Linked DNA regions of Zea mays: region 2 is linked to region 1. A link is a contact called in public Hi-C data. All regions are on one chromosome and are shown on one strand. The core of a region is the stretch at or near the end of the contact, and the rest is flanking DNA. Distances in the headings are between cores, read along the strand shown. Region 1 holds the start of LOC103652124 (kinesin-like protein KIN-12F). Region 2 holds the start of LOC103650456 (probable histone acetyltransferase HAC-like 3).

The links. A called contact is a pair of places that touch in the nucleus more often than the background predicts.
Region 2: a Hi-C map of endosperm shows a contact between it and region 1, with 2.1 times the contacts expected there. The contact joins the promoter of LOC103650456 here to the promoter of LOC103652124 in region 1. A contact is called at or near these places in 3 of 25 Hi-C or Micro-C datasets (ear, endosperm and tassel).

The regions. Positions count from the first base shown.
Region 1 is chr3:115,109,671-115,115,036 of Zm-B73-REFERENCE-NAM-5.0, reverse strand. It overlaps LOC103652124 (kinesin-like protein KIN-12F), which reads left to right and starts at 3,831. Exons shown (of 37, transcript XM_008677771.3): 1 at 3,831-4,046; 2 at 4,141-4,237; 3 at 4,360-4,999; 4 at 5,330-5,366. The coding sequence starts at 4,361. LOC103650443 (DNA polymerase epsilon catalytic subunit B) reads left to right here. Exons shown (of 14, transcript XM_035966268.1): 10 at 127-291; 11 at 781-898; 12 at 1,006-1,080; 13 at 1,193-1,280; 14 at 1,374-1,677. The coding sequence ends at 804.
Region 2 is chr3:115,896,196-115,900,856 of Zm-B73-REFERENCE-NAM-5.0, reverse strand. It overlaps LOC103650456 (probable histone acetyltransferase HAC-like 3), which reads left to right and starts at 2,483. Exons shown (of 17, transcript XM_008676047.3): 1 at 2,483-2,770; 2 at 3,554-3,723; 3 at 4,587-4,661. The coding sequence starts at 3,569.

The sequences.
Region 1 (5,366 bases), core at 2,582-5,081:
TCCTTTTTTTCTTATCCTGAAGTGACGTTATCTCCAATGGATTTTGTGTTTAGTTTTATGGATTGTACTCGTCTTAATTTGAAAGATTTGCCTGAGTTCATTTTCACCCCATTGTTTCTTTTTCAGACAATGGCTTCGTATTCTGTATCAGACGATGTTGCAACATACTATCTATACATGACTTATGTCCATCCTTTCATCTTTTCTCTTGCAACCATAATACCTATGTTACCTGATGAGGTACTGTGGAAAGGAAGTGGGACACTTTGTGAAATTCTGCTAATGGTTCAGGTATGTTTAGTGAATATTTTCTGCCATGTTTCAATAACATATGCATCTTGAAGCAATACCTTCATCTAGATCCAGGTGTTTTATATGAAACTCTCAAGTACTTGAGCTGTCAAATTGTGCTGAAGTAGACCTTTTTCCTTTTGCTCTTCTGTTTTTTGATGTAAAATTGGCGATGGTTTTATTTTTATGCCATGCTTTTCCTTCCTGCTCAAGTTCTAAGTATATCATCTGACTTTTTTGTTATCTTAAGTTGCACCACAGACAGTTTATGTGTTACATAAAGCTTGTTTGCTTCTCAAGAGGATGTAAAATACACATTTTCAGGAAAAGTCATGTGGTTTTTTCCCACTCTTGCTTCATTGCTTGTTCTTGGATTTGAGCCCATGTCAAGGGCTTGAACGCCCAATTTCCATACTATGAATAGTGCATCTTTTCCAATCTACCTCTGATTACTCATGCTTGCTGAATTTAGTTTCTTTTAATGTATAGGCATTCAAGGCTGGAGGCACATAACTATGAATAGTGCATCTTCTAAAATCTCTCACTAAATCAGCCAGCTCTTCTCACTAAATCAGCCAGCTCTTCTGCTTGTCCCATTGTCATCCAGGTACTTATTTGGGATGTATGTTCAGATCTTGTGATGCTGTTTAATTCTTGCGAGGCATAATGTGTTGCAGTTGGAATGATGTCAACCTTTTTCCCATTGTCATCCAGATACTTATTTGGGATGTTGAAGTACAACCAAATAGACATGCTGTCCTAGGAGCAAGCGAGTCTCGCCCTGATCTGGTATGATTCATTGTTTTGTTCAGTGTGCCAGATTTATGGCTTCAATGAGATGTTGGTGCTAGCTCATCTGTTAAGTGATGATAGATAACAGTATGTCTACATGTTGCTCTAGCACGATTACTGGGGGTCTAGGAATATTTGCAACATTGTTTCCAAGCTGGATAGCCACATGTCAGTACTTAGCTGAAGATATGCTGATGGTATTCATTTCCTAGGGCAGCTAGTAACACTTTCCTGTTATTCCATTTGAATAGAATTTCCTACTAATGCCAATTCGCTCCCGTGAATTTCAGGAATGGGTTTACAAGCCCCATATAATAAATCATAACAGTGCGGGAGCATTTTTTGGATGTCCTTCACACAGATGCAGGCAATGAAAGAAACAGAAAATAGACAATGTTAGCGCGGAGTGAGACAGATAGGAATTGGGATAGAATCATCCTTGTTCTCAGATCAGCTGTACATTCTTTATTATGGTAGTATATCATACCTGTACGAGTAGACTGACGGTTGCTTCCAAATACTCCATGTGTTTGAAATATGTATTGTATGTGATATTCTGTGTTGCATGTGATTTTATGTTTGTCTAATTTTTTATTTCTGTATTTTTTATTTTTTTTCTGAAAAAGGGATAAGAACGTGGGTACAGACCCACGCAGGCCAGATAAGTTCGACGGCCACGTGGCCCCGTCGAACTTAACAATAAGAACGTGGGTACCGTCGAACTTATGAGAACAAATTCGATGGCCTCCGTCGAACTTAATAACGCACGTTCTTATTGTTAAGTTCGACGGTACCCATGTTCTTATTGTTAAGTTCGACGGTACCCACGTTCTTAACCTTAAGAACGTGGGGGCCATCGAACTTACTTCTTTAAGTTCGTCCAAAAATCGCCGTCGGCTATATTCGTCGGTAAACCCACGTTCTTATGGTAAGTTCGACGGCCTATTACATTAAGTTCGACGGTTTTTCACCCACGTTCTTTAACCAGTTTTTTGTAGTGATCGGACCACCTGTATGGCTGAACGATCTTCACTGTTCATGGTTCGATGGCGCACTGGACTGCCTTCAACGACACTCTCTAACAGGTGCACGCTGGCCAAAGGCTAGCTAACGTGGCACCCAATCCGGAGGTGCACCGGACCGGTTCGGTGCCTACCAGCTAAGGAAGGCGCCCAATCAGATCCCAGACTCGGAGCACATGGACCCGGTCCTGTGGTGCATCGGACTGGTGCATCCACAGTTAGCCAGATTTTGGTATTTTTTGCAAGGAAGGGGCGACCGCTATGGGCCTTTTGGGACTATAAAAATGCCCCCGTGGAGCATCTCTTCAGCACCCAAGCACTCTGGTGCACCCGTAGTCAGCCAGATTTTGACATTTTTTTTTGCAAGGAAGGGGCGACTGCTATGGGTCTTTTGGGGGCTATAAAAATACCTCCATGGCGCACCTCTTCAGCACTCCAAGAGCAATACATTACTCCAACACTCTATTGCAACGCATTCTAATGATTTAGTGAGATCCAAGCGTCGTTTCTGAGCTGTTCTTGTGTCTTTGTGACTTTGTGCTCTCGTGATTTTTTCTCTTGCAATGTGTTGCTGCATTGCTCTTGTGTGTATTCTCCCATCTCTTGTGTTGTTACTGAGTAGTAAACTCCATCAATATGTGTACGACAATAAAATGCTTCAACTTGTAGAGATTTCTTGCGAGGATAACTATATTAAGTTTGATCTTTGGATCACTTAAGAGGAGTTAAGTGCAACCCTTATCCGTTGGGACACCACAACATGGAGTAGACAAGCATTTTAGTATCGGCCGAACAATGGAAAAAATCATCATGCCTTGTGTGCTTATTTGCTTGTAATTTTTCTTCCTCTTCTAAGTCTTTCAAATTCACTTGTGATATTGCTCTTAATCTATTATATCTTGACTAGCCAGTTGCCCGTGCTTTGGTACGGTTATTATATACTCAAACATAACTATTGTTTATTTCTAAACATAAGGTATTTGTGGTCTGGTGCTTAACCTCAAATTTCTGAAGAAAGGGGGTGTGAGTTCGAGTGCTCCCTTTGCACTATTTTTTTTGCGTAGTGTGGTGATGGACCTAGAGTGAAGGTGAAGCCGTGGTATCATGCCCACATTAGATTCTTAATAGATTAGTATAGAAATAACAATCAAGTGACCAGGACTTCGCTTTTCCTTCTCTCTACTCGAAATTGGTTTAGTATTGCACTAACCCTTATTTTAGACCAAATTTATATTTTTAGTGGTTATTTTGTAGAATCAACTACTCACTCTTTCTAGCGGACAGCTACGAATGGCCTAATCAATATATATACTATTGGTCTAATAATATATCGACGAGTAAAATTAATGTTATTAGCAGCATGTAAACTTTGGAATGAATATATGCTCCTCGACTCTAATGATATATAGATGACGGTAAACTTTTTCACTGCCCTATGGAGCCCCCAAAATTTCGATCAGACGGGATGTAATAATGTAACACAGATGGTAAACGCTTTCAAATTAAACAAAGATTTGTCATTTGTCTCCGATCTGACCTCACGACCCTCCAAATTCGAACCCTCCTCGCGGGGCACTGGCCGCCGCGTGATCCCATCCGAGCCGTCCACCGCCTCCAGGGATAAGATCGCGGCCGTCCATTTCGAATGCCTCCGCTTCGATTCAAATCCTATCGGCCCTTCCAGCGGGCCCCACGCGGCCCCTCGTCTCGACCAACGGGCAAGGCACAATACACTGCGCCGTTCGCCACTGTTCCTCCCAGTCCCAGTCTCAGTCCTTCTTCAAGCAGCAGACAGGGCGCGGAGAGGAGGGACTAGGGAGGGTTCTAGAACCTTCTAGAAGTGAACACTCCTTGCCGGGGGCAGCTCCTGTTGCTCTGCGCCTTCTGCAGCGTCTTTGTTCCGCCACTCCTGTTCCTGAGCTCCTCCACTCCACTCAAGTGGTTCGAATCGAGTTCGGCGCGATCTGAATTTCTCCATCCAAATTTTGAAATCTCCTGTTCCTCTGACGCGGATCTCCTCCCCATGCTCCTTCAGCTCTCAGAAGGCGGCCGCGGCGGCAGACGATAGAGAGCACCATTCGCCGCCTCACCATCCTCCTGCTCGCCGCCTCCGCCTCCTCCGCCCCGCTCAGGTGCCTCCGCCGCCTCGTCCTCCCAGCATTTGCAACAGCTAGCTCTGACTGTGTTTCGTGCGGTTGGAATTTTTTTACCACACCTCTTGGTGCCAAGTCTTATAAGTTTGGCGCCGCCGCAGAATGGTGAGGGATCACGCCGCGCTCCGCCGAACTCCGGCGAAGGCTTCCGCCTCGGAAGCCGGCAACGACGAGAACTCGCCGGGCGTCGTCCCAGATGTCGCGGCCGTTGGCGTCGCCGTCGCCGCCACGGACCCCGGCCGCCCTCCGCTGCTCGCTATCCAGCCGCCGGCGTCCGGTCTGAAGCGGAAGCCCGAGTCGCCGGCGCCGACGCCGTCCAAGCTCCCGTTCCGGACCCCCGAGAAGGCCGCCACGCGGAGCCGGTTCGGCTGGGTCCCGCCCCGCGCCGACGAGGCCCCACCGCGGGTCGGCGTGGGGGCAACCCCGCACTGCGCGATGACCACGCCCCGTGCGCATCGGGGCAAGGCGGTGACGGTGGCGCCGGCGGCCTCCGAGGGCGGGTCCACGCACAGCACGCCCACCAAGAGCGTCACCAAGCCGGCGCACAGCATTGGGGCGAGCGGGTCGAGGCCGCCCATGAGCGGTGGCGGGCCCAGGGGGGCAGGGTTTGGCCTGGGGTTCACCATGGCGGGGAGGGGACCGCCGACGTCACTTGGGCCGCCGACGGTGGTGAATTCCGTGGAGGTGCCTCATTTCGAGCTCCGAGAGGACCCCTCCTTTTGGATGGACAACAATGTGCAGGTGAACTACATCTACTACACGTCTCTTGTTGCTACCTTGGGAAATTTATGAGTTTTTGTGAAGTTTGTTCTTGATGCATGTGCATATATTGTTCCCAGACCACACAATTGATGGAACAGTGAAGAGAGACTAGTACGTGTGCTGATTTGGTTACGGTTGTGTAGAGCAGTATAAATGTTCCTTGGTTACTAATTGTGTGGGCATCCTAAAGATGAATTTGTTTAATTCTATTTAGTTCGCATTTCTATTTGATCTTTGAGTTTTAAACACGTCCATATGTTCGAGAGTCAACTTCAGCAAACACTCTTTAACTTGTGGTTCATTTTCCAGGTCGTCATCCGTGTGCGCCCGCTAAATAATAACGAAA
Region 2 (4,661 bases), core at 1,234-3,733, 790 kb before region 1:
CAACATGTACTTCCCTCAGGTTCGCATAGCAGGATCCGTCTTGTCTGCTATTCTTTTTCTAGGTTAGTGCTCGATGATAACTTGTGATTCTTGCTTGACCTTTCAAAATTGTCTGAATTCTTCATTATCAAGAAATAGGCAATTAATCTAATATTTGTAGCCATAGGTAATGTTTCTTATAGTTTAACCATTGTACAACAATGAATTGTCAAACTATTAGACTGTCATAAAGTTAAGATATAGTTTTGTTCAATCCCTAATATATGTTATTTGAAGCCAAGATCATTCCTATCATGTTTATTTCCACTTTTAAATGATAATATGCATCGAAACAGAGCATGGATGGTAGAAGTTGTTTTCCTTCATGATAGCTGATTTAGTGTATTGTTCAAGGTGCTGACATGGGAATCTTTAGCCAGGTAAATTAGCATCCTTTAAATTCTCATTATCAATACCTTGCACAATAGAATTTCCACCTCACCTGCTAACCGTTCAATTTGATGCAAGCAGCCCTTAGTAGCTGATTTTTATATTTGCATTGGATAGATATTGATGATGATAAACACTGCAATAAGTATCATGATTGTAAACACTACAATAAGTCTTACCTACTAACTGTTCATCTTTTGCCTATGTATTTATGCAAAGGAAAGAAAGTCTATGAACCACCAAGAATCATGATTGTAAATACTGCAATAAGGCAGCTTTTTATGACGAGAAAGCATGTGCGGTTTGGTATTAAAACTTCTTTTGAGGACCTGCCTTTGTTTGGATTTTTTTGCGTCAAACTATATAACTATAGGAAATCTCTTAAGGGATAATGTGGTAATAAATTTCATCCAATGTATCAGAATACATTTCCATGTATAATCTGTTACTAAATTATTAGCTATACATGGTGTGGTCTGCTTGACTTGATTCATCTCTTTGCATTGATATCCATGCTTTTCATCATTTCACATGTTCAGTTGATGTCCTTTTCGTGAGGCGCTTGTGGTTCAGACAGTCTCCCCGGTTGAAGCACACCCCGTTCTAGTATGTTTCTTTGATTTGTTATCATTTCTTTATTTTAACATCTATTCTAGATTTCTTTTTTTCTGCTTTGTTCTTCAGTACTTTGCTGATTGATTAAAGAAAAAAATCCCCACATGTTAGCTAGCCTGTTGGGAGTGGTGTTGGCAAAATAGTAATTATACAATAGTTGTTGGCACCTTAGCTTAATGATTATACTCATAACATTGCAACACATTTCAATTATTGGTTTTATACATAATTTGCAGAAACTCTCGTATATCGTCTAGATCTCTACATAAGGTATTTGTCAAGCTTAATCTATTTTCCTAATAATGCACATACACAAGACGATTTGAAGAAATGCTCAAACTTGAGCACATGCTTAAGGAGTGCATCGATGCATGCACTAAATTATCGGCTAATTGACCGAGCTCGGCTTGGCTCGGCCACTCAACAAGCTGAAGGAGAAGGTTTGTCTCGCCTCGAAGTCGGCTCGCGAGCCGCCTCAACTCATGAGCTGCATCCATGTGGCTATGACATTATGCTCAAATAATAGGGTAGCAATAAATATGATATGCCATTTGTTCTCAATAATGATCAGTTATGTTTTTCAGGTTCAGGTTTAAAGAAATGTCCACAAATTTAGAATAAGTGCAGCAGTACAGTCTTCTTTCGATCAAGACTACTGGGTGCAGCGAAGATTGTTCTTATTGTCCTGACATCAAGATACAACACTGAATTGAAGGATTGATGGACAAGAATGTTGACGTAGCAAAAAAAGGTATTGTTATTATAGCAATGGATTTTTTAATAGACAAACTTTGCATGACTATCCTCATATAAAGATTAAAACAATGGATAGTTAAAGGTCAGGACAAATATGCAGTTTAGTGGGAAAATGAAATTTTCATTCAACGGGTCTTTTCGCCTGATTTTGGTCTATAATTTTGACTTTACAGATGAACCCGACAAGTAAGTCTGAAGCGCGATTAGGATCAAGAACATCAACAATTCCTACCCTTCATGGTTACAATCAATTGCCTCTACAAAGTTTTAAAGACCGCTTAATTTTAATTAACACCACAACACATGGCTATACAAATGTTATTGTTGCACTATTTTTCCCGTTGCAACGCACATGTATTTACCTAGTTGAAATAAAAGGAATGGTTGTTGAGGTAGTCATAGGAAAATGTATATTTGAATATTATTGTGGGATTTAAAGGGGCTGTGGAGGTGAAGAGAGATGTTAAAGTAGTCATAGGCCCTGTTTGGGACAGCTGCTGTTTGTTGAAAAAGCAGCTTATCTGATAAGCTGGTAAAAAGCAGCTTCTGCTTGTTGGCTGCTTTTAGTTCATTTTGAGAAGCAGCTGAACTGATAAGCTGCTGAAGAAGCTGTCTATTTGGCAGGACTTCAGCTTAAATTTGTGAAGAAGCTGAAAATAAGCTGTGCCAAACAGGGCCATAGACTCATAGCAGGAGATTGTTGAAGACAGTCTCAAAATCGGTCCGTCTGGGGATCCAATCCACATGCGAGCTGGACCCGCCGAGTGGCCCCCATGGCCTTGACTTATTTACCCTTTCCCTCTCCATCCTCCCCTTCCTTCTGATCGCCTCCTTCCCGTTCCCCGCAGCCGCCCAAACCCTAGCCCTAGCCCCTAGCCCCGCTGCCGGCAAGGCCGGAGCGCCCGGAGCCCCCGCTGGCCGGCCCCGGAGAAGACGTCCCATGCGGCTGTATCGCGCAGGGGAAATTTAGGTAACGCCCCCGCCCCTCGCCCTCCCCCTCCCCGTCCCACGTAGGGCTCGATCAGATCCGATCTGGTGGCACTTGCTGGAGGCGGCGTACGGATCCCCTAGGGTTAGGGTTTTCTTGGTTTCTTCAGATTTTGGGCGTCGTAGGCGACGTTCGCCTTGTGCTCTCGCCCTGCGTGGTTCGTCTGACCCTGTGGTGTGCTTGTTAATCAATTGTATTATATTTTCTGACAACCTTTGATGAACAGAAAAAAGGAAAAACAAAACAAATGATGTCTGTAGCAGTAGAATTGGGGTTTAGTGATGAATGCTGCATGCAATCCTTATGTTATCGCTTTGTTAGTAGCGGTGCCGTTACGCTTGCGGCTTCCTGGTTGGCCAATCTGGTGACAATGTCTAGCACCTGAGCCGTATAAGACTAAAGGAATCAATGTGGTCATCGGTTACTGGTGCGTTCCACATTCTGCTACTCCAAATTTTGGGATATTTTTAGTGCCAGCGTGCTCAGGAAACGGTCGGTCTTTATGCTCGTCTTCAGTGTAAAAGTTGTTTACCTTTTTAGTCACATTACTTTCTGTTCCTAGTACTGATTTTTTGTGCTGCTTTGCTTTGCACTAGCAATCTACTGATCTTGTGATTTGTCGTACTTCCGCATTCCAATGACTATGCATTCTATATCTAGTACAGCTTCATGTGTGCTTCTATGCTTTGCGTTAGTGGTATGACTATCATGTGCTTGCAGCTGCTTATCGAGCTCTTGATGACTTGGAAAATCTCTGCGTTTCAGGTGAATGTTACAAGCATGATGACTCAAACCCTGCAAGGGAAAGTTATGGCCTACACACCGAGCAGTTTTCCTGTTCAGCAACAGATTCTGCCGGAGGATCTTGAAATGCTTCAGCTGGATAACATGGACCAGGGTACCTCTCCGGTTCGTGCTGTCATCATTAAAAGAATGTAAGTTTGGAAGCCACCAGCATCAATACTAGTTTTGACTTGCAATTTTGTTGTTGCTGACTTGCTGTTAATATACGCGGCTCTGCACTTGCTGTCAACAAGAAAACATGTCACTACTGATACATGGTTCACACTGCTAATTCATTGCATTTGGTTCTTTTTTTCGCTCTTGAATGAGTTCATTTTCACATCTAATGTATTGTTGGCCATATGTTTGCAATTTGGCAATCCCATCCCCCACTTGAAATACACGACCTATATTCTCAATTGCTACTTCCCTATTATCAGAATCATCCACTCTTTGTGCAGCTCTAGAAGACTGTGGTGCATTTTCTCATGTGGGAAGACAATTTTGTAACAAAGATTAAGAATTTTGTATGAAAATATCTGATAGTTGCAACTAAGATTTCGTTTCTGTGTATTTCCCTGTGCTCACGTAGGTAGCCTGCACCATTACTCGTCTATAATGCTTCATAATGAATTGTTACATCTTACAAGGCTGAATTCTTCATTTTATTTGTATTCTGCTGATGCAGCATAGTTAATCTTATACCTCAGTATATGGTGTTGCACTGTATTCATGAGCATCTAGCTGCAGATTTTACTTGTTTTTATTCAATTTTACTTGATTCCAGTCAGATAAACAACTTTCTTTAGTTATATATGCTTCCCGTTTTGAGTACTAGTTATTTTTATCTATCTTTAGTGTACATCTTTTCCTTCATAAGCCAGTGATTTGAAATTTTATCAGGAACAATAAAGAGTGGTTTAAAAGGAGATAATTGATTTCATTATTTTCTTTCCTTTTGCCTATGTTTTCTTTTTCACACTGCATATTCTGATGTCTCTTTTCTTGTATCCAGTGAAACATGCCTGAGAAATAGAGAAGAATTTTGTAACTTGTGCCCAGATTCATTACTGAAAGCTTCAGAAATCAT